Regions from separate parts of the Mus musculus genome. Here region 2 is linked to region 1. Evidence: chromatin contacts called from public HiChIP or PLAC-seq data. All regions are on one chromosome and are shown on one strand. The core of a region is the stretch at or near the end of the contact, and the rest is flanking DNA. Distances in the headings are between cores, read along the strand shown. Region 1 overlaps Arid1a (AT rich interactive domain 1A (SWI-like)). Region 2 overlaps Gm34296.

Evidence for each region. HiChIP or PLAC-seq counts read pairs in DNA pulled down with a chosen protein or histone mark.
Region 2: an H3K27ac HiChIP or PLAC-seq map of microglia shows a contact between it and region 1, with 4 times the contacts expected there. The contact joins two enhancer-like sites. A contact is called at or near these places in 1 of 39 promoter capture datasets (liver), 1 of 15 datasets of contacts at CTCF or cohesin (pro-B cells), 4 of 484 Hi-C or Micro-C datasets (CD4 T cells, bone marrow-derived macrophages, female germline stem cells and 1 more), 29 of 115 datasets of contacts at active chromatin or transcription factors (the 230-238 cell line, CD4 T cells, the HPC-7 cell line and 17 more) and 1 of 9 other capture datasets (embryonic stem cells).

The regions. Positions count from the first base shown.
Region 1 is chr4:133,702,403-133,709,469 of GRCm38.p6, forward strand. All of the region lies in intron 4 of Arid1a (AT rich interactive domain 1A (SWI-like)), which reads right to left. Among named protein-coding and RNA genes, the nearest start is that of Mir7227, 11 kb to the right of the region's middle. Within about 2 kb of position 4,714, at least 203 of the 459 cell types and tissues checked have an H3K27ac peak or open chromatin away from gene starts, as enhancers often do. A contact at or near this core is called in the HPC-7 cell line, T-cell acute lymphoblastic leukemia, bone marrow-derived macrophages and 3 more, where this site is marked.
Region 2 is chr4:133,801,393-133,808,002 of GRCm38.p6, forward strand. It overlaps Gm34296, which reads right to left. Exons shown (of 4, transcript XM_030253992.1): 3 at 3,696-3,738. Among named protein-coding and RNA genes, the nearest start is that of Gm25270, 7.0 kb to the left of the region's middle. Within about 2 kb of position 3,214, at least 72 of the 459 cell types and tissues checked have an H3K27ac peak or open chromatin away from gene starts, as enhancers often do. A contact at or near this core is called in the HPC-7 cell line, T-cell acute lymphoblastic leukemia, bone marrow-derived macrophages and 3 more, where this site is marked.

The sequences.
Region 1 (7,067 bases), core at 3,464-5,963:
GCTCCTTCAAACACACACTGGAGCAAGCATGGAGACCAAGTCCATTTGTTACAGGTCTAACACTTCTAGTTTAAAATTGTTTTTTTGCCTTGGGAACATCAAAGCTAGATGCAGTAGTATATACTTGCAGCCCCCTCTGCTTGAAAGGCTAAAGGAGGAATATTCAAGTCCAAGGCCGGGCTTGGCAATCAAAAACAAACCACTGGCAAACTGCAGGGCTAGCCTCATCCCATCTGCTATCGGTTCTGTCAGAGTGTCTATTCTATTGTTTTCTTCTTTCTCTCTTGATATACAGACCTTGTACAAGCTGGCCTGGAATTCATAGCTCAGGTAGGTCTCAAACCATTCGTCATCCAGCCTCAGCTTAAAGTATATGTATACGTATATGTATATGTATATGTATACTGCCACACTTGATCTCCTTTAAAATGAAGACCACAGACAACTTCCTCTTCACTATCAGGTGAAGCTCTTTATTCTTGATTGCACCGTTTTAAATCTGTCTCTGCCCCATGAGCCTGAGGGACTAAGCGGTATTAGACTATTAGTGATCAGAAAAATGCCAGTCACACACAAGACAAGCTGAGTGGTAAATGCTGTCTGATGAAGAGTCCCAAAACCATCCCCTTTGGATACAATCTCTAATGGCCATGTCATATCTATCCCCATTTTACCTTTTATATTTGCGACTTTGGACAGGTACTGCCCCTAGAGTACCAACTGTCCCATCTGAAAAGACAAAAGCTGTTGCTAGAACTGCAGCAGAGTAAGATAAGGCTGTTGGAGGTAGGGATCACTGACCAAACTTCATTCTAGTTGTTTTTAAAAAAAAAAAAAATCAAAATAAACCGCAGCTGTTCTAACTCACCTAGCACAGTCTGGAAGCGGGATTGAGTCAGGGTGGAGGCTGAGGGGAGACTGCTGTGCTGCTCACACTCCTGTGGTAGGAGCTCCTGCAATGAGCAGCCTGGCTACTGCTGCAGCCATTGATTTCGCTGGGGTCGATATCTTGCTCCCACAAATCTTCTCAGTTGGAGGTTTAATCACACCGAATGTTTCTGCTCAACATCTCTACATGCACCCCCCACCCCATAAAACACATGAGTTGGCAAAGAAGAGGATGTTCTCCATGGCCGTCCTTATCCCAGAGAAGCTCCACAAAGGAAGTAAATGCAAAAATGGAGCAGCGGAAGCCATGAGGCAAGCGGTCCTCACAGATCACAAGGAAAGCCCCAGGCTCGGGATGCTTTCGCCTCACTGCCAGGCCTTCCTATTGAACCAAGTGAAAAACTGGGAGATCTAAAAGAACTCTACAGGTTAATACTTGGTTGACACCCCCCACCCCTCTGGTTTTTTTGAGACAAGGTTTCTCTGTGCACCTCTGGCTGTCCTGGAACTCAGAAATCCGCCTGCCTCTGGCTCCCACGTGCGCCACCATTGTCTGGCTTGAAATTTTACTCTCCAGTCTGTTATGGGCCTGATGTTACTTGGCCACCCTGACCACCCCATACACTTGGATCCGGCCTCTCTCAAAGGCTTCTCATATGGGCCAGAGAGAAATGTCTTATCCAGTTAGTAACTATCTTGTGACCAAAGAAATCTACAGTATTTTTTTTTTAATAATCACCAGCTAACAGACTTCAATCGGGGGTGGGGGTAGGTCTGGGTCAGACCTGGATCTGAGTTGGAGCAGCGCATATTTAAGGAATTATTACTTGCCATTATCACCCCAGCAAGAAACAAGAGCATTACAAAGCTAGAAAAAGCAAGGGAAGCTAGCAACTGTTATCTTCCCAAAGTCAAGCCTTGCCTAATAGTAAGTAGGCCAACCACACATAGCCTTTTCCATCAAGACCACCAGCTGTGATTCTAGAACTTAAAGCAAGGAAGGCAAGAAAAAGGAGAGAAGCAAGGGGGGTCTGAGGAATTAACAGGGAAGAGGATATTGACTTAAACTTAAAAATCATTGGCTCTTCCCTCAGACCCACAGCAACCAGAAAGCACGTAAGGTCAAGCCGGGGAAGGCAAAGCTGGCCACGTGCAAACATGATGGTAATTAGGGGACTGACGGTCTCGACCCCAGTTTGTAAAGTTTTACATTTACATTAGCCAGAGATCTTCACTACCACAGTATAGATAAAAAGTTTAAATAAATACTTATGTAGCACAAGTAGACCTGGTAATGGGGAATAGACAAAGTTCTGAAGGAAGTAAAGGCAGCCACCAACCTCAGTATCTTTAAACCAGGACAACAATGCAGGGAAGCCTCTGTTAAGTTCTAGAAGATGATGCGGGCAAATCCAAACATTCCTATTATGTCCTCTCAACATGCTTCCTTCCATCTGAAACCTGGTTTCTCTCCTGTTCCCAAAAGGTTGGCAAATTACCTTAGCAGACAACATCTACATCACGGCTGGCCTTAAGTGAAAACTGTGTTGATTCTCAATATCTAGGTTCCACCCGTGAAGGCATGGCTTCTTATCCTCCTTTGGTAAGTGTTAAACGGGGAAGGAGGCTCCCAGCTTGGAGGGTGATCATGGTAATCAAAGATTATGTCACAATACTTGTCAGTTCTATGCTGGTGCATGGGGGAAGAGGGAACGGGTTTAGGACACAGGAGCCAATGGATCAAGTACTGGCTCCCTTCAAATGGCACCAGAGTATGTTTGGGCTCAACACAGCTTACAGGCAGAACACCAAGTGTTTTACTAGATATGGGAAGACAACGCCACACAAGGGGTCGGTCTTGCCCTGTGGACTAAGTTTGAGAGATTTCCAACTTAACTAATGGATGTCCTAGTGGTTTCTCTACAAAGATAGTATTTCTAGGTAGACTTGGCTTCTTTCCAAAGGTCCAACCACCCCACCCCACCCCTAACAAACAGAGATAACTTGGTGATTACGTACTTGGGGGTTGGAGTTCTGGGTTTGGCTGGCATTTTCTACTGAACATTATAAAAGGAAGAAATGAGTGTATGTAAGTCAACACAAGGCAACAGATTCACCCCACAGGCCGACTCAGGGATTTGCTAAGACTCTGGCTGGAAAGATTTGATCCTTCCAGAGGAAATGCCATGACCCTCACCCGCTCATCCCCCATTTCTTTCTGGATTTTCTCTTTCTCCCCAACGCCCCCTTTTGTGTGTGTGGGGGGGAGGGCGCGGGGTGGGAAATGGGAGGGGAGATGCCCCACAACTGTTTGTTATAAAGCTAAAACTACGTCTTCAAAAAAAAAAAAATCACTGCAGATAAGCTCCACACACAGTTCAAGTTCCTAGCTCATGTTTCTGTTTCCTCTGTCTGTTTCTGCAGGAGCATTTTGGTTCCAGGCTCTACTTAACTAGTTCTGGTGGTAGCAACTGCTGCTTTATGTTGTTATTGTTGTTGATTTTGAGACAGGCTTTCTCTGAATAGCCCTGGCTGTCCTGGAACTCACTCTGAGGAACAGGCTAATAATCTCAAATCGGAGACCTGCCTGCCTCCCAAGCCCTGGCATTGAAGGTGTGTGTCATTTTGCCTGGCTGCCACTGCTGCTTTCTGATTCTACCTAAATGATTTCTGGGTCATAGATCTGGAGGGAGACAGGACCCCAGGGCCAGTCTGATAGCACTTCTGGGTCACACTGACTGTTTCTGTGTACAAGTGGGTCTCACCCTTCAACCTTTCCTAAGGAACTCAAAGTCATCAATCATTACTCAACTCTTCTTTCTCTACAGCCAGACCCAGACACAGGGTTCATCCCTCAACAATCGGCTTCAGTAGCATCAGGTGACCCAGCCGAGTAGCTATGTAGGAAATACAGACTAAATCACAAAGCATACACTCCTAAACAAATGTTTTACTTGGGAGGAGGAGGGAAGTCCTTTAAATATGTCTGTCTAGATGGCCTCCTTCATTTCTTCCCTTTTTACCACCTCCCTACACACTCTCTCCATTTCTAATGTGGGGTGTTGTTATGTATATGTGAGGAGTTTGTGTATGTGTATGGGGAGGTGCATAAGACCTGGACTAGTGTGGTGGTACAGGCCTTTAGTCCCCACAATATTAGCAGTACCAGGCCAAGGCAGCTGGATGGATCTATTTGAATTTCAGGCCAACCTTTCTACATAAGGAGTTCCTGGTCAGCCAAGGCTACATAGAGATAATGTCTCAGAAACAAAAAGACTTGAACTGTTCACGTAAGCAGGAGTGCTTTCCATCCCTGTGTGCTCTACAGGCTATTCAGAAGACAGCATGCTCTACCTGCCTAACCTTCATTTTAACTCTGTACTTTAGGGAGGTTTGCACTAGGAGTACACTACTTGTCTTCCTCCGAGGCAGGAAACTTGTGTGTAAGCAACGGCTGCAGAAGAACAAGCAACAGAGGTCCTAACAGCCCAGCATGCCTAACGGTGAGGGGAAGAGGGCTCCATTTATTCCTTTCCAAATTTCTGGTCTATAGTTTCCTCTAGCAGGCTGGGGACAAACTGAAAAACAAGTCACAGTCATCATGTGGTGAGCTTCACTGGGGAAAGGGGTCACTTCTCATCAGTCCTCTTAGGTATGACCAACTCAGGAGCCATCATATTAAAGTTCAGCTGTTTCTCAGGCTGAGGTTATTCTAAAGAAAACAAGAGGGTCCAGAAAGAAGAATCTGTGAGACACACACACAGGCAGGAAGTGTAGCTGAGCCACCAGAGACTAGAATAGAAACAGGAAATGGGCCCAGGGACAAGCATGCAGCTATGTGCAGCACAGGCTCCGGAAGGCACCGGCAGTGTCGGAGCTAGAGCAGTGTGACTGGAACGGAGAAGTGGACCAGCCGGCTCTGCCAGAGCGCAAGTGTTCTGGAAATGATGCTACACGGACATGGTACACTCTGCTCAGAGCAGTCTCACAGACACGGCAGATTGATGGGGAGCCAGGACACAGAACACTCTGGTTCAATTCTAAGTGTGGCCAGACTTTTTAAAATCCCTTTGTTTACCAAAATGCTACCAGTATTTGTCACCCTTAGAAAATAAACCAGCAAATCCTAGACAAGGACTGATGGCTCCTTTACTGTGAAAAGAACAAAAGGAAATGAAAGCAGCATCGTTCAAACCCCTCAAGTTGCCCCAGTCCTAAGCATTCCCACCATGTGTTCCTCCTCCAAAAAGAGCACAAAAGTTGGCTGAGGTCAATGCAGGAGTCATTTCATGCTTTTATTTTAGTGAATACACATGTAAGCAGAGAATGTGAGGGACTCAAGCAGACATACCAAGCATGGTGTTATGCCAACACCAAAAGTGAGAGAGAATGAAGTCCCTACCAAGACCTTTCAGCTTAGGCTTGAAGCCACAACAGAAACCTGCTTGGTCATTAAAAACAAAGCTAACCACATAGCCACATTCCTATAAACTGAGCAGGCAGGTGGGTGTTCAGGATAGCCAGGTCACAGAGTTCCAGACCACTGTCAGTTATTTAACAAAGCAACAGAGATAGACAGAGAAATGAATGTGTCTTAAGCAAAAGAAATATAACGTGTGGGGTTGGGGGCTTGGGGGGACCGACCTAGGAATTATGAGGGAGTTTAAGACGGCAGAGGAATGCTAGGGGCTGAAGCCTGAGGAGCCAGGGTCTCAAAAGTATCCACAAAACAGGTGATGTAATCTCACAAGCAGCGAGTATTGGTATCTCGCTTTAAAGCTCCCAGCCTGGTATTTCTAGTCAGGGCTTCTAACTTATTAGACATGACTGCCTAAATAAGACCAGACAAGGATAACACCAACAGGCATGGAAGGGTAACCCAAGACAAAGAACTACTGGCAACTGAGGAACAGGAAGAAAAATAGCCTTCTCCATTAAAGAACACAGCAATCCGTGACCCCAATGCCCAATCTCACCTCTGAAAACAAACTTATGGGGCTGGAGAGGTGGCTCAAGAACACTGACTGCTCTTCCAGAGGGCCTGAGTGCAATTCCCAGCAACCACACGGCAGTCCACCACCGTCTACAATGGAATCTGATGGCCTGTTTTGGCATGCAGGCATACATGTAAACAGAGCACTCATACATAAAATACACAAAAATGCAAATTAAAAAAATGTCTAGAAAACATACACAGGCACACACCTTTAATCCCAGCACTCTGGGAAGCAGAGGCAGAAAATCTCTGTGAGTTCTCTGCCTCCCAGATATACTGATTGAGTTCCAGGTCTACACAGAAAAACTGTCTATAATAAAACAAACAAAACCACACAAGCATTACACAAACTGAGTAGGTTGAATTGATTTAGAATCAACCCATTTATCTATCTATCATCCATCCAACGTTTCAAGCCTTGGGTCAACTGGATGAGGTGCCTACTACTTAACAGATCAAAGTGGATCTGGCAGCCAGGTTCTCCCTACCAGTTACAAGGCACCCCTGGCTGGCATACCCAGTCCCCTACCCTGAATTCTCCGACCCAAGGGTCTGGTCTGCTCGTCACTGTATAATACAATGATTCTAGTTGCCAGCTCTTTGTTAACTTTGGGCCTCCTGGGTGCTGCATCTAGTTCCCTGGTCTTTTCACTCCCCAGCTCATATGATCATGTCCACCCTGGACTCTTTTCACAGGTCCCTGCCTCTTGCTATGCTCTCCTACATATCTATAATAAACTTTCTTCTCCACCATACTAGGACCAGTCATGTTCCTTTTTCTTTGTATTCAATTCATATACAGTTACACATGTAACAACAATTAAAGAAAAAGAAGACTTGCTTCTGAAATAGATCATAGAAGGGTTATACATTGGAAGGTTTGGAGGGAAAAGGGGAAATTATGTAATTATATTATCATCTCAAAAGGAAGGGAAGGGAAAAGGGGGAAAAGGGGGAAAAGAGGGAAAAGAGGGAAGAGAGGGAGAGGGAAAAGAGGGGAAAGGGGAAAAGGGGGAAAAAGGGGGGAAAGGGGGAAAAAAGGGAAGAAGGGAGAAAGGGAAAGGGAAAGGAAGACAGACCAATAGATGAGGGATGGGGCAGGAGAAACTGCCTGCATCCTCAGGCAGTTTCCACACCACAGGATGATACTTTGAGCACTAGAGATCCGATTTAATTTAGCATT
Region 2 (6,610 bases), core at 1,964-4,463, 97 kb after region 1:
GGGGCCTGGTGGTTCTCACAGGGTGGGACTCAACAGTGGTCTGCAGTGCTTTCCCGGCAGGGCATGCACTGAACCCTGGGACTGAAGAAAGGAAAGTGTGTCGGAAGGCAGAAGCAGGAAAATTTCTGAGTTTGAGGCCAGCCTGGTCTACAAAGTGAGTTCCAGGACAGCCAGGGCTATACAGAGAAACCCTGTCTCGAAAAACCAAAAAGAAAGAAAGAAAGAAAGAAAGAAAGAAAGAAAGAAAGAAAGAAAGGAAGGAAGGAAGGAAGGAAGGAAGGAAGGAAGGAAGGAAGGAAGGAAGGAAGGAAGGAAGGAAGGAAAGTGTGTGCATGTATGCGTGCATGTACAAGTGTGTACGTGTGTGTGTGTGTGTGTGTGTGTGTGTGTGAGAGAGTGTGTGCGAGTGTGTATGTGTGTGTGTGTGTGCGTGTGCGTGTGTGTCAGTGGTGAAGTGGAAAGAGCAGAGCACTGTTCTGGGAGTTCAGCGTATCACATTCATCCCATATCTCCAAGAGACCGACTCGTCAGCAAAGCAGGTCATCTCTGCTTCTGTTTCCTCCTCTGACTTAGGAAACTGAACAAAGGGCCTATGCAGCCAGGCTTCGAGAGGCGGGGGAATCAAGTCAATCAGGCTACACGGGAGTTCAAGGCCAGCTCCCATCTACAGAAACCTTTGTCTCGAAAAACTAACCACCTTGGGGGAGGAAAGAAAGATGGCTCAGGGGGCTGGTGAGATGGCTCAGTGGGTAAGAGCACCTAACTGCTCTTCCAAAGGTCCTGAGTTCAAATCCCAGCAACCACATGGTGGCTCACAACCATCCATAACGAGATCTGACTCCCTCTTCTGGAGTGTCTGAAGACAGCTACAGTGTACTTACATATAATAAAAAAAAAAAAAAAAAAAAAAAGATCAACTTAAAAAAAAAAAAAAAAAAAGAAAGAAAGATGGCTCAGTAGTTATGAGCTCTTGTTAGTCTCATATTCATTCCCAGGATCCACGTGGCCATTTACCACATCCTTGGGCATCAGGCATGCAACTGGGACACAGACATACAAGTGGACAAAACACCTATGCACATAAACCAATAAAAATAAGCAAAATCAATCATCATCATCCAATCAAAACACCTCTGATAGGAATAAGTTTCCTAGGACTCCTTAGAGGAGTCCTCTAAGACGTTAAAATAAGCAAAGGCAGCAGGCAGATCACGATGCATTCGAGGCTACCTTTGGTGGACACAGCCAGCTCCAGGCCAGGAAAAGGCTACCTGGTGAGACCCTGTCTCAGGTGAAAACTCAGAGAGATGACTGGAAGGAAGGGACAGCCAGAATAAGAAAAGTGAGAGATGGAGAGTCACCAGAACCATACTGTGTTACAAAATGGCTGTCACCTTAACATTTAACACGGTCTCTTTTGGAGACATCAAGGCTCCACAGTGACAATTAGCAAGTAGCTGATTTACATGGAAAATGATAGATTTTTTTTGACACAGTTGCAATTATTCAACTTACTAGTAAAATTACTATTATGTGGACTCTGACTCAAAACAAAAGGACTGTGGAAGTTGGGTGTGGTGGCACATGCCTTTAATCAAAGAGCTAGGGAGACAGGGACAGGTGAATCTCTATAACTGGAAGGCCAGCCTGATCTACACAGAGTACAAAGTGATGTGCTGTCTCAAAAAAAAAAACAAAGATAGCCCAGCACTCGGGAGGCAGAGGCAAGCAGATTTCTGAGTTTGAGGCCAGCCTGGTCTACAGAGTGAGTTCCAGGACAGCCAGGGCTATACAGAGAAATCCTGTCTCAAAAAAACGAAGAAGAAGAAGAAGAAGAAGAAGAAGAAGAAGAAGAAGAAGGAGGAGGAGGAGGAGGAGGAGGAGGAGGAGGAGGAGGAGGAGGAGGAGGAGGAGGAGGAGGAGGAGGAGGAGGAGGAGGAGGAGGAAGAAGAAGAAGAAGAAGAAGAACAAGAAGAAGAAGAACAAGAAGAACAAGAAGAACAAGAAGAACAAGAAGAAGAAGAAGAAGAAGAAGAAGAAGAAGAAGAAGAAGAAGAAGAAGAAGAAGAAGAAGGAAGAAGAAAAAGAAGAAGAAAAAGAAGAAGAAAGGAATAAGGAATATGGGGATAGCCTGTGATGAGACTCAGTGGTAGAGTGCTTGCTTAGTGTATAGATGGCTTTCTTTCTTTTTCTTTTTCCTTTTCTTTTTCTCTTTCTTTCTTTCTTTCTTTTCTTTTTTCAAAACAGGATTTGTCCATGAAGTCCTGACTGTCCTAGAACTCACTCTGTAGACAGGGCTGACCTCAAACTCAAGGGATTGATCTGCCTCTGTCTCCTAGATGCTGGAACTAAAGGTGTGTGCCACCAACACCCAGTGTAGGACCTTTCTTTTTCTTTTTCTTTTTTTTTTTTCCAAAATGGACACTAGAGGAGGGAGGAGGGAGAGGCATAATCCTGGAGTTTAGCATGATGAAGGCCTAGTGATTGATCCCAGGCTTTGCTCATTGGTAAAGGCATTTACTGCCTAGCCTGACGACTTTAGTCCCAACAGCCCACAGGATGAAAGAGAGAACCAATTCCTAGTTGTCCCCTGACTCCCACATACACACCATGGCATGCATACACATATATACAGGTGCACACCTTTAATAACAGCACTCAGGAGTTATTAGAGGCAGGGTGATCTCTGAGTTTGAGGTCAGCCTGGATTACAGAGTGAGTTCCAGGACAGCCAGGGCTACACAGAGAAACTCTATTTCAAAAACAAAAACAAACAAACAAACAAAAAAAGAAAGAAGAGAAAAAAAAAGCAAAAAAACCTGAAAACAAAAAGAAAAGAAAAATAGAAAAATAAATAACAATTTAAGAAAAAGAGAAGGAACTAGAGTAGCCTCGTTGGGTGTGGTGGTGCATGCCTTTGACCACCATGCTCTAGAGGCAGAGGCAGGTGGTGGTTATATATGAGTTCAAATCCTACACAGTGAGTTCCAGGACAGCCAGGGCTATACAGAGAAACCCTGTCTCGAAAAAAAAAAAAAAAAATGGAGGTGGTATCTGATTAAATTCATCCCTCTGTGAAAGAAGACAAACAGTACCACACAAAAAAGCCACCAAGAGTAAGCAGGAAAGGGCTGGCAGTGGTGCAGTGGGGAGCCTATGAGAGGAAAGGGGCGTGCCAACTGCAGGGCTCAGAATCATCGAACCCATCCCTGCCTCGTCCTCATGAGGGAACTGAAAGAAACAAGAAACGTTTAGTTACAGCACTCTGGAGTTCTCTAGAAGGAACCAGCTAAAAGGAACTAAAAAAACAAAAAAACAAAAAAACTGAAAAGAGAAGTTTCAGGGCAGCTCAACTTTTGCCATCCAAATGCAAACGTTGATGGAATCAGTTGCTGTTGTGACCAATGTCTGGAGAGCTGGGGTTTGCCCCGACTCCTCCAATAGCTGCTGGTTTTTCGAGACAGGGTTTCTCTGTATAGCCCTGGCTGTCCTGAAACTCACTCTGTAGACCAGGCTGGCCTCGAACTCAGAGATCCGCCTGCCTCTGCCTCCCGAGTGCTGGGATTAAAGGTGTGCGCCACCACGCCCGGCTCTGCTGGGTGATCTTGAACACGTGAACAGTTTTCAAAAATCTCCAGTTTTGCACCTGCAAGGGAAGTGGAAGGAGAAGTATCAGGGAGTTCAGGGGCACTCACAGTTCCTCAGTGACTTCCAGACCAGGCTGGGCTGTAAGACTATCTGAAAAGGAAAAAAAAAAAAAATTCAAATCCTAAGTTGTTTCCATTTTGTTCTGTTTGGTTTTGCTTTCTGTCTTTACAAACATAGTTACAAATATTTGCACATTTTTTTTTTCTGAACTGTTTGACTAGAGGAACATCATATGCTTTTACTTCTCTCTCTACCAAGAACATTATTCCTTCACGTAACCACAGCATTGTACAACAATCTAACAGCGTTTGCTATACAGCTATTCAACCTCGTGGCTCCTCTTAGATTCCGTCAGTCGTCCTAACAACATCATTAAGCCACCATTTTTCCTGCTCCAGAACCAAATCCACGCGATCACCATCACCTTTAGTTTTTGCGATCCATTTGTCTCCTTAAGTCTTGCCCAGTTCCCCAGACTTTTCTTTTCGGTTTTCTGACCTTCATGACGTGTTTGAACAGTACCGGTCAGTTAGTTTATAAAATGGCTCTCAGTGGGGTTTATTTGACATTTCCTCGTGACTAGATAAAGCATGTGCGTTTCTGGTAGAATTACCACTGCAGCAATGCCATGACCTCATGGCCTCTTTTATTTTTAATTACATGAATGTAGATCGGTGCAGATCCTGGTACTGAAGGATGTCAGTCTTCGGATGCCTGTTGTTGTTGTTGTTGTTGTTGTTGTTGTTGTTGTTGTTTTGAGACAGGGTTTCTCTGTGTAGCCTTGGTTGCCCTGGAACTCACTATACATAGACCAGGCTGGCCTCCAACTCACTGTCTCTGCCTGCCTAAGTGCTGAGATCAAAGGCATGCAACACAACACCAAGTTATCAGCAAGTGCTCTCAACTCTGAGAAATCTCTCCAGCCCCCTTATGACTTCTTCTTCTTCTTCTTCTTTTTTTTTTTTTTAGATTTATTTATTTATTATATGTAAGTACTCTGTGGCTGACTTCAGACACTCCAGAAGAGGGCATCAGATTTTGTTACGGATGGTTGTGAGCCACCATGTGGTTGCTGGGATTTGAACTTGGGACCTTTGGAAGAGCAGTCAGTGCTCTTAACCACTGAGCCATCTCGCCAGCCCTCATGACTTCTTATAGTGGCATATTTAGTCAGTTTGTCCCAACAAGAGGGACATTAGGTTTGATGACTTGACCAGGGAGGTACTACTGAGTTTCTCCCACTATTTTCCTTATGTAATTATTTAGTAACCTATGGAAAAACATACTGCCTTGCAAATGTGCAAAATCAACCCCTGTCATCCACTGCTTTGAGCATCCCAGACTGATTTCGTCCTTTTACGGAACCTTCCTAAGGCTTAGGCCCTTTAATATGGATCCCTGTGTCAAGGTGACCCCTACCCATAAAATTATTTTTGTTGCTACCTCATAACTGTAATTTTGCTATTGTTATGAATCATAATGTAAATCTCTGCTTTCCAATGGTCTTAATTGACCCTGTGAAAAAGGGTCATGGACCCCCACAGATTTATTACTCACTGTCAGGAAGACTCTCTCTTATACATTTATAAAAATATATATTTATAATTATGGTTCACTACAATTTTATTTTAGATTTATAAATCATTACTATTATTTTGAATAAAGCATAACTTCTGAAACTCTCCTGTATCATATTAAAAAGTTACCAAAAGATTAACAAATTTGGCTAGGCATGATGATGCACGCCTTTGATCCCAGCACTAGAGAGACAGAAGCCAGCCGATCTCTGGGACTTCAAGGCCAGCCAGTCTACTCTATGTAGTGAGATCCAGGATGGCGAGGGCTGTTGCCCAGAGAAACCCTGCCTCAAAAAACAAATAGAGAAAAAATTACAAATTTCTGGGCCAGTGAGGTGTCTCAGCAGGAAAAGGGGCTTGTTGCCAGGCTAGCAACCCAAGTTCTATACCCAGGACTCACACAGTAGAAGGGAACCCTTGCAAACTGAACCCACTGAGCAGCTGAAGGCGGCCTTGGCTGCTGACCCTCCTCTCCCATCTACCTCACAAGAGCTAGGATTGAAGGCATGTGCTACACACATAGCACAGGCCTTTATTGACCTATTAAAATGGGGGGGGCGGGGTGGGGAGGCTGGAAATATGCCTCAGTTGTTAAGAGCACCGGCTGCTCCTCCAGGACCCAGGTTCAGTTCACCACTGTCTGTAACTCTATCCAAAGAATCCAATACTGTCTTCTAAGCTCCTTAGGCACAAGGTGTAAACACACACACACATATAGGCAAAACACTCATACATATAAAATAAGTAAATCTCCTTGGACACACATGTGGTCCACAGATACACATGCAGGCAAAATATTTACATGCAAAAAAATAAATCCTAAAAAATAAATCACAGCCAGGATCTAGTAGTATGTCTGCAACAACTGTAAAGTGATATGAAATTATCTGAGATTTTTACACACACACACACACACACACACACACACACACACACACACACACTCGCACATACATGTGGAGGGGTCAGAGGACAGCTTGAAGAAATCAGTTCTTTCCTTCTGCCACTTGGACAACCAGGTGTGGCTGTAAGTGTCTCTACCTGCAGAGCCATCTCACCACCCTACCTAATCTGTGGGCTCTTTGGATGAGAAAATTTTAAGTCCTGCATGGCTAATAGTGTTGTGATTTTTTACTATCTCTCCTGGACACCAAGAACGCCCTTGTCTCTCTAAGACTCCACTCTATTATTCACATTATCATTTCAGTTCTTAGTGTTAAAAAAAATTTCTCAGCAATGGAGAAAGGCTAACTATAACTCAAAAAGACATAGTTGTGAGCAAAAGGAGAAATGGTTTTAAGATGCTCAAGTCAAGAAAGACTAATCAATCAAGCCGGGCGTGGTGGCGCACGCCTTTAATCCCAGCACTTGGGAGGTAGAGGCAG